Regions from separate parts of the Capra hircus genome. Here region 1 is linked to region 2. Evidence: chromatin contacts called from public Hi-C data. All regions are on one chromosome and are shown on one strand. Each heading gives the region's core, a stretch centred on a gene start, on an enhancer-like site or on the middle of the called end of the contact. The rest is flanking DNA. Distances are from core to core; before and after follow the strand shown. Region 1 holds the start of GDNF (glial cell line-derived neurotrophic factor). Region 2 has its middle 70 kb from the start of EGFLAM.

What was found. Hi-C and Micro-C count contacts between places; a contact is called where the count stands out from the background.
Region 1: a contact with region 2 is called in a Hi-C map of blood, with 7 times the contacts expected there. The contact joins the promoter of GDNF here to the enhancer-like site in region 2. A contact is called at or near these places in 2 of 5 Hi-C or Micro-C datasets (blood and liver).

What each region holds. Positions count from the first base shown.
Region 1 is chr20:36,599,710-36,603,493 of ARS1.2, reverse strand. GDNF (glial cell line-derived neurotrophic factor) reads right to left here and starts at 2,276. Exons shown (of 3, transcript XM_018065785.1): 1 at 1,926-2,276.
Region 2 is chr20:36,196,073-36,199,873 of ARS1.2, reverse strand. No RefSeq gene overlaps it. Among named protein-coding and RNA genes, the nearest start is that of EGFLAM, 70 kb to the right of the region's middle. Within about 2 kb of position 2,138, at least 1 of the 5 cell types and tissues checked has an H3K27ac peak or open chromatin away from gene starts, as enhancers often do.

The DNA of each region.
Region 1 (3,784 bases), core at 1,027-3,526, 400 kb before region 2:
TGAGTTCCCAGCACCAGGGGGCACCAGAAACCGCCGGAGTCCCAAAGCGCCCACGCGGCCGGGCGGCTGCCTTGCCACTTTAAGTATAGAACCGCTGCACGAACGCTCTCCACCACCCCCCAATCCTCTCCGAATCCAAATTACCCCCGGAACTTTTGGATATCCTCACCAGCACCCCTGCTGTTCATCCTCTCCTACCGCTCTTCATCCTCTCTCCCGGATTTTTCTCTACCCGCTTCACTTAAGCTGGTTTCTCGGCAACCTGGTTTTTGAACTCCCCCTCCCTCCCCCGCGTCTCGGTGATAGCCTCACCGCGGGTAAGCGCTCCCGCCGCCAGTGCCCCCGCACTTTCCCGTGTCTGGCAGGCTGGGAGGTTTGCCCTCGAGATCCAGGTCTCAGGAGGAGAAAAAGGGAGGCGGGAGTGGATGGGTGGGGGCGCGCTGTAACTCGGAGGCTTTCTTTCGGAATACGGACAGAAGTTGCTGAAAGATGTATTGCTTTTCAGCTGTGCCTTGTATCCTGAACTGACGGTGGACTTACTCAGTTGGTGCCAACACCGCAGTAGGGAAAAGAATGAGCCACGCTTTCTGCAGACAGTCTGGGAATAGGTCAAGGGCCCGAGGCCGTGTTTCAGATCCAGAATGCACCCGAACCCCTTGCGAGAATGGGCTGGGGACGCTGCGGGCTCCTCGGACACCTGACACTTGTTGTAAAGGCGCTACTGTCCCTGAACCCTGCCAAAGCGAAGATATGGCGAAACTCAGTGCAAACCCGGTCGCGGATGGGCGGAAGCCCAGAAGCTCGCATTGGAGCTTTGCGGGTAGAGGTGCGTGCGCGAGGTTAGCAGTAGCATCTCTTCCTTGGAGTACTTAAGTGAACATCGAAAAGACTGTGCAAGAGTCGAGTGCGCTCTAACATATCCGCGGCAGCGCCCAGGAGAGTTGTGTTTGCCCCCACCAATGAGCAAAAATCTTGCGAGCACCGGGTTGGGCAGCTCCCCCGGAGAGCGCGCGTCTGCTCTGCAGACCGGTTTGCCACCGCCGAAACCAGAGAGGCGCCAGAAGGCTGGGGAGGTCCGCGGAAAGTTATTTCCCGCCCCGAGAGGGGCTGGAAACCAAAAGGCGGCGAAATCAGCCCTGAGGTTGTGCAGGGTAGTGGTGGAGAATGTTAACTGGGGGAGGTGGCACAGAGTGCAGGAGAAAAGCGGTCATTCAAATCATCACTTAGATGGCGTAGGGGAGACCTTGAGGCTCGAAAGTCTGTTGGAGACGAAGACCCAGGTCCTGGGCTATCCCGGAAGCCCCTCGCTTAACCTCGACGGGGATGGTTAGTTGAAATTGCGGGCTCATGCAAGTAACCGGGTTCAGAAAAGGGCGAGGAATGTAGATTTGCAAGACGGCTCCAGAGGAGATGAGCGCTCTGTTTTTAGGTTCTCAGCACCTTTAGTAGCAGCCCCTCCCGGGGCCTACACTTTCCCTCGGAACAGACCAAAACAAGTTACACCCCAGTAATGATATCTATGCAGCAGCGCCTCCACAGAGGACCCAACTTTGGCAGTGGTGGGTTCAAAGACGATCCCAGCCCGGCACCTTCCCAGGACTTGACAGAAGAGCGCCCCGCCGAGTCGGGGAGGGAAACTGTCCCTGTCGAATACCTCGGGGTCTAGAGAGAGGCATGAGGGACCCCAGAGATCTTTGCCCACGTGGAAAGGCAAACTGCCCCTCTGCAAGGCCAGCCTGTCTCCAGTTTAACTTCTCTTTCTCTGTCCTCCCAGTGTCTCGGTTCCCTCTTAGTCTCTTCTCTTTCTAGACCCACTGCCCGTTCTGAGGTCCAGCCGCGCCCCCCTCTGTCTCCAGCGCCCCGCAGCCCGCCGCGCCTCGCAGCCCGCCGCGCCCGCCTCCCCTTAGGCCCTCTCCCCCACTCACCTCGGATCCGGTCTCCGCAGACCCCCAGCTGGACATTAACTCCAGGAGCCCCGAGTCCCAGCCAGGAGACCCATCCGGGCCGAGGGCAGGAGCGCGGAGCCCCGCCCAGCAGGTTAGGGGCACGAGTTCGCAATCCTGGGGCCGTTCCCGGCAGGGAGGGCACGCAGGAGGCGGCGGCCAAGGCTCCAGCCGCCGCCGCCGCCGCCGCCGCCGTGAGAAGGGCGAGGGATGCCGACAGCTCCCCCGCCGGCTCTCCGCACCCCCAGAAGGCAAGGTCCGAGCAGCCGCCGCTGCCTTGGTTGGGGGGTGACAGGGCTGCGCGCGCCGCGCTCTCAGCCGGGGCCGCGCGGGCGCGGGGCGCGGCGGGCGCTTCAGCCGCGGCGGCCGCGCTCTGCGCCTTCTTGGGGCGCCGCGCCGGAGAGCACGAGACGGGCCGGGCTGATGCTGCCGCCGGAGCTGAGGTCTGGCCTGGAAATCCGAACGAGACACCACGTCAACCGGCGCCGAGAGTCCCGCGAAGACATGAGGGCGCCAGGAGCGCAGGCTGGTCCTGGAGAGCCCGGGCCGGGGGCCGGGGTGGGGGAGGGGAGGCGCGGGGCCCCGGGAGGGGAGGGGTCGAGCGGCGGCGTTGGCGGGGAGGGAAAGGAGAACAGCGAGGAGGCGCCCGAGCTCCCGAAGCGGGGGGCTCCGGGTGCGAGTGGGTGACGCGAGGGGCCCCTCCCCGGGGTGCAGGGAGAGAGAGCTCAGCGCGTGGAGACGCGGCCGGGCTCGCGCTTCCTCCTCGCCGGGAAGATCCGGAGGAATGTGCGGAGCTCTGCGCGGACCAACCGAAGGGGGCAATCCGAACTTGACCGCGGCGCCCGCGCCGGGCTTCGCCCTCGCGCCTAGCTCTCTGAGCCCGGGCTCTGTCGAGTGGAGAGCTGCACTGGGCTTTCCTCGCGCCTGTCGAAGGCTTTCCTTCCACCTCGATGTCTAGCTTTTTGGCTTTTCTGCAGGGCAGAAGGCAGTGGCGAGGAGAGCTGCTGCTGGCCGGAGTTCTCCAGCACTACGAAGGAGAGATGCGCAGCTGCCCAGGGAGGGAAGCCGAGTATTTGCCAGGGGACGCTGAGACTGAAGCAGAATTTATAGGGCTCTCACTCCGTGACGTGCCCTCCAGTGGCTTTTCTGATTCGCTTTCTGACCTAAACACACATTAGTTTAGCCCCCATGCTAGGGCCAACGCGGTCTCCACATATCTGCTGGCTGAAGTCAGAGGCTTTGCATATCATGTATTACACGGCAGGCAATGAAGAAGGCTTCTGAGGCTGGCCGCTCCTCGGTCCTAGGCTCCATTTTCATGCTGTTGTAATATAATACCAGACGTGGGGTAGACACATACATTCAGAATCCCAATTCCAGAGGCGTAAGATCACTTGATTGGGAACAGGTCGGGGGAGGTTGGACTAAACCTGCTTGTATTTTCGAAAATGCAGATGGGAGACCTAAGCAAGCACTGCTTTGGGTGCTGAGTTTCCAGTGAGCAGGGACCCAGCGCCCATTCCTGATCTCTGTGAGACCTTTTAGGCATTCCTTTTGTTGGTTTGCTCACCACCAGACGCGCCAGAGCCTTCTTTTGTAGAGGACGTGAGGAGGGCAAGTCCTTACACACCCTGCACATGACTCTCCCCATAAATCCGTTGCATTCACCCAGGGCATGAAATTAGCTCTACCTTTAAAATAATGTACTGAGTAAGGTATGTCTTTGCTAAGCAGAAACCTGTTTTCCGGAAGCCATTGGACCTGAATTCAGTGGGACCTCTTCTATTTTATTAGCTGGGGCCAGGGAGAGCATAAACAGGCTCAGTTTACATCCATGTACC
Region 2 (3,801 bases), core at 889-3,388:
ACAGGTATTTCTCGAAAGAAGACATACAAATGGCCACCAAACAAAAGATGTTCTATATCACTTATTATCAAGAAATGCAGATTAAAAATATGAGATACCATTTCAAAACTGTTAGAACGGCCACTATGCAAACAAAACAAACCCTCAGAAAATAATGAGTACTTGATATAAAAAATTTGAATGTAAAGAATTCTCACTGTTGGTATGATTATCAAATGATATGCCATTATGAAAAACAATACAAGGTTTCTAAAAAAAATTAAAATAGAACTACAATATGATCCAGCAACACCACTTCTGGGTACATATCCAAAAAATTGAAAATAGGATTTTGAAGAGATATTCGCACATCCACATTTATTGCAATATTATTCACATAGTCAAGATCTGGAAGCATCCAAAATGTTCACTAACAATGAATGGGTGAAGAAAACATGTATAGACATGCAATGGGATATTATTCAGACTTAATAAAGAAGGAAATCTTGGCACGTACTAAAACATGGGTAAAACTTGAGGACAGTTTGCTAAGTTAAATAAGCTGGTCACAAAAAGACAAATATTGCATGATTCTACTCATGAGAAAGCTAAAGTAAACTCATAGAAACAGAAAGTAGGATTGTGGCTGCCAGGAGCTGAGGGGAGGGAAAAATAAGATGTTTTTCAGCGGGTATAGAGTTTTCGTAATACAAGATGAAAATGTTCTAGAAATCTGTTGTATAATACCATGAATGACGTATAGTTACCAACGCTTACTGTGCACTACAAAATTATTAAGAGGCTAAATTTATGTTGACTGTTCTTTTACAACTAAAAAATGAAACAAAAACATGATGAGAGCAAGGACCAGGATAATGGAGTGACTTACCCAAGGTCATGAACTAGCCAGTGCTGGGACTAGAATGCAGGCTGGCCAAGTCCAGATCACTGGCCTTTTTCCTACACCTTGCCAACTTCTTGTCCTGAGTTCTGTCTTATTTGTAATACCATTTTAGAGACTTGAGATGGCCTTTAGTGAGGACTGCTCTGAGGGGAGAGTCAACTCTTTATTGAACATGATAGCTCCGTTAAAAACATGGCCTTGTATCTTTGTGAGGCTTGCCCAACAAGCTTCCATAATTGAGTTCCTAATTTTACAGCAAGCAATCACACATTCACATTGCACTCAGCTTTTGCCACCTTTCAATTATGGAGCTCAAGCCCCTTCGGAGGAGGTCAAGATTCATGGTTTGCTTACTGCATGAAATGACAGCTATATTATAGAGTGAAAAATGCGAGGCCTGGAAAGGTCAAAGGGCCTATCTAACATTATAATGCCATCCTTAAGGGGAACACGCTTTAAGGTCAAATTATTTAAAACTTCTCCCCCTCTCCTCATTTCAGCCTGATGGTTGCCTGTCTCATTCCCCAGCAGTGGGAAGTGATTAAAATACAGAAACACAGAAGTTTTAGTCCCAGCATTATCTTTTGCCCTTGGAAATGGCCTCCTTGCCTCTGTGGGAAAGGTATCAAGTGTTTCCTTGATTCTAGGGACAATTTTTTTTGCAAATTTGTAATTTGGGGTGACTGAGGCTCTGAAGTGAGGTGGGGCATGGGAACCCCTTTCCAGATGGGGAATGTGGGCAGGTTACAATAAGTAGCTCCTGCAAATGGAAGTGAAAGGCCAAAAGCGCCTGGAGTCATAATTCCATCTGCGCTGAGGCAGTCATAACTCATGGTTTCCTGAACACTCCAGACGCTCCAGAGGGTAATTAGGGCTGCCTTCTCAGGGGCCCACATGCCCTAAATGGGGTCCAGTTGGACCGACAGACCCCCCCCCTCTTCCCCCCACACTTGGAACTGAGGTTGGGCACCTGGTCAGCCAGCCTCCTGGTTCAGCTCAGGTTCTGGGTTTAGGAAACAAGAAGCTGCCAGCCCTTCACCGTCTTCCCGGAGGGTGTGCTTCCTCTGGGTTAACTTGTCAAAGTTGGCTTCCAGGAGGAAAGCCACAAGCGGCACCACACTGACAAGCGGTTGCCGCGTGGGGAGGGGCCCGGCGTGACCGCCACTCCCGCGTGGGAGCAGCGTGGACCCCGACGCCACGCCTCTGAACGGGGGCGGGGGAGCGTCTGCTGGAGCCTCGTGGACCCCTGGGACCCCAGCATTTTGGGGACCCCAGAATTTTGGGGCTTCCTGTGCCCCGCCGGATCTCCCGCCTGGCATTCCGCACCCCGGGGCGGGCACGCTGATGTCCCTTCTCCAGCCTCCAGCCTGACCCTGACCTCTGGGTCCTGAGGTTGGCACGGATTTATAACCCTGAGCTGCTTTTTATCTCTTCGGGAAGTAGACGTTTTGCTTGGGAAGTTTTTCAATTTCCTCCTGGCCTGGACCAAACCGCTCAGATTTCCGAGGCCGAGCTTCTCCTCTCCTGCTTGGGAGGCTCACTCCGCCTGCAGACAGGCCTCTGCAAAATGCCTGGAGGGTGGAGCAGACAGGCCTTCCTGACAGGCCTCCCTCTTACCAAAATGCATATGAGGGGCGGGGGCACAACGACGGCCAGCCATCACCCCTCCCTAAATGTCCCCTCCAAAGTGACCACAAATTCTCCTAAGCCACAATCTCCCAGGACAGGGCCCCACAGCGACACCTCCCCCCGTGGCTACGGTGGTTCTGAAACACCCCAAAGTTCCATTCCCACTGCTCTAGTCACTGGACAGGAGACAGAATGGGGCGAAGCAAATCTAGTCCTCCTACCCTTAATCCTCCTGAAACTTTAGAGCATCATTCACAAGGAAAAAAAGATGAACCCAGGACAGTCCAACAACAGCATACATCAGGCTCCTCACCAATAACACTGATGCCTTTTTTTTTTTGTTTTGCGGAGAAGTTTTCATCCAATTACACACACATCTTTTTCCCCCCTCCATAAATTCCCCTCCTCTAATCCCCATACTCACCCTCCCACGCAGTTTTCCCTCTTACACACGATGTCATCTGAAAGTCAGGGAAAGCAGTAAAGTCAAGGCATCCCTTTTGTAGCTTGGCGAATATCTTCCGTTTTGATGGCTCTTTTATCCTGAAACGCTTCACCCACTTCATATCCCAGGATAACTTCACCCACCACTGAAGTACCGCCAGCCGGCTCAGGAGGGGAAAGTGGCAGCTGTTGCTCTGTTTAAGGCAGGAAGTGAAGAAGAACATGATATTCAATTGAAACTGCAGGGGGAATTCAGCGAGACAGCAGGGTCTAGTGGAGACCAACGGCCTGGGCGATCAGCCGGTCTGAGTCCTCTCCCGTCTCTGCCACCAGCTCCTGGGGGTGACCTTGGGCCTGTCACTAAAACCTGCAGGGCCTTCGTTTCATCTGAAAAATGGTGGTGATGATACCTGCATCCTCGCAGGGATAGTTATGAGGATTAGAGAGATTAGGAAAATAAACAGGGCTCTTTTGATCCCTTCAAAGTCAGCAGCAAAGGATGGATGGATGCAGAAAGCCATCTTAGGCTGAGTGGATTCGGCTGCCAATTACAGGATGTGATCTGAGGTGTAATGAAAAGGCGGCCAGAGCCGAGATGCCGCTCCCAGCAGCCCGCAAAGCTGCTCTGAAATCCCGCTGTTGGAAAGACATGCAAAGAGCTGGGTTCACATATGAATGTGACCTCTAGGAGCGACAGCACAGCCTTCTCCTGAGCTAGCTGGAACAGTTTGCCAGTTTCCCAGGAGAAAAAAGGGTCCTGAGTGAGTGAGACATTTGAACGAGTCCATATTATTGGAGAAGAGTTTAGTACAAAGAGAGTGAAATCAGCATCAGCGTTTATGGTG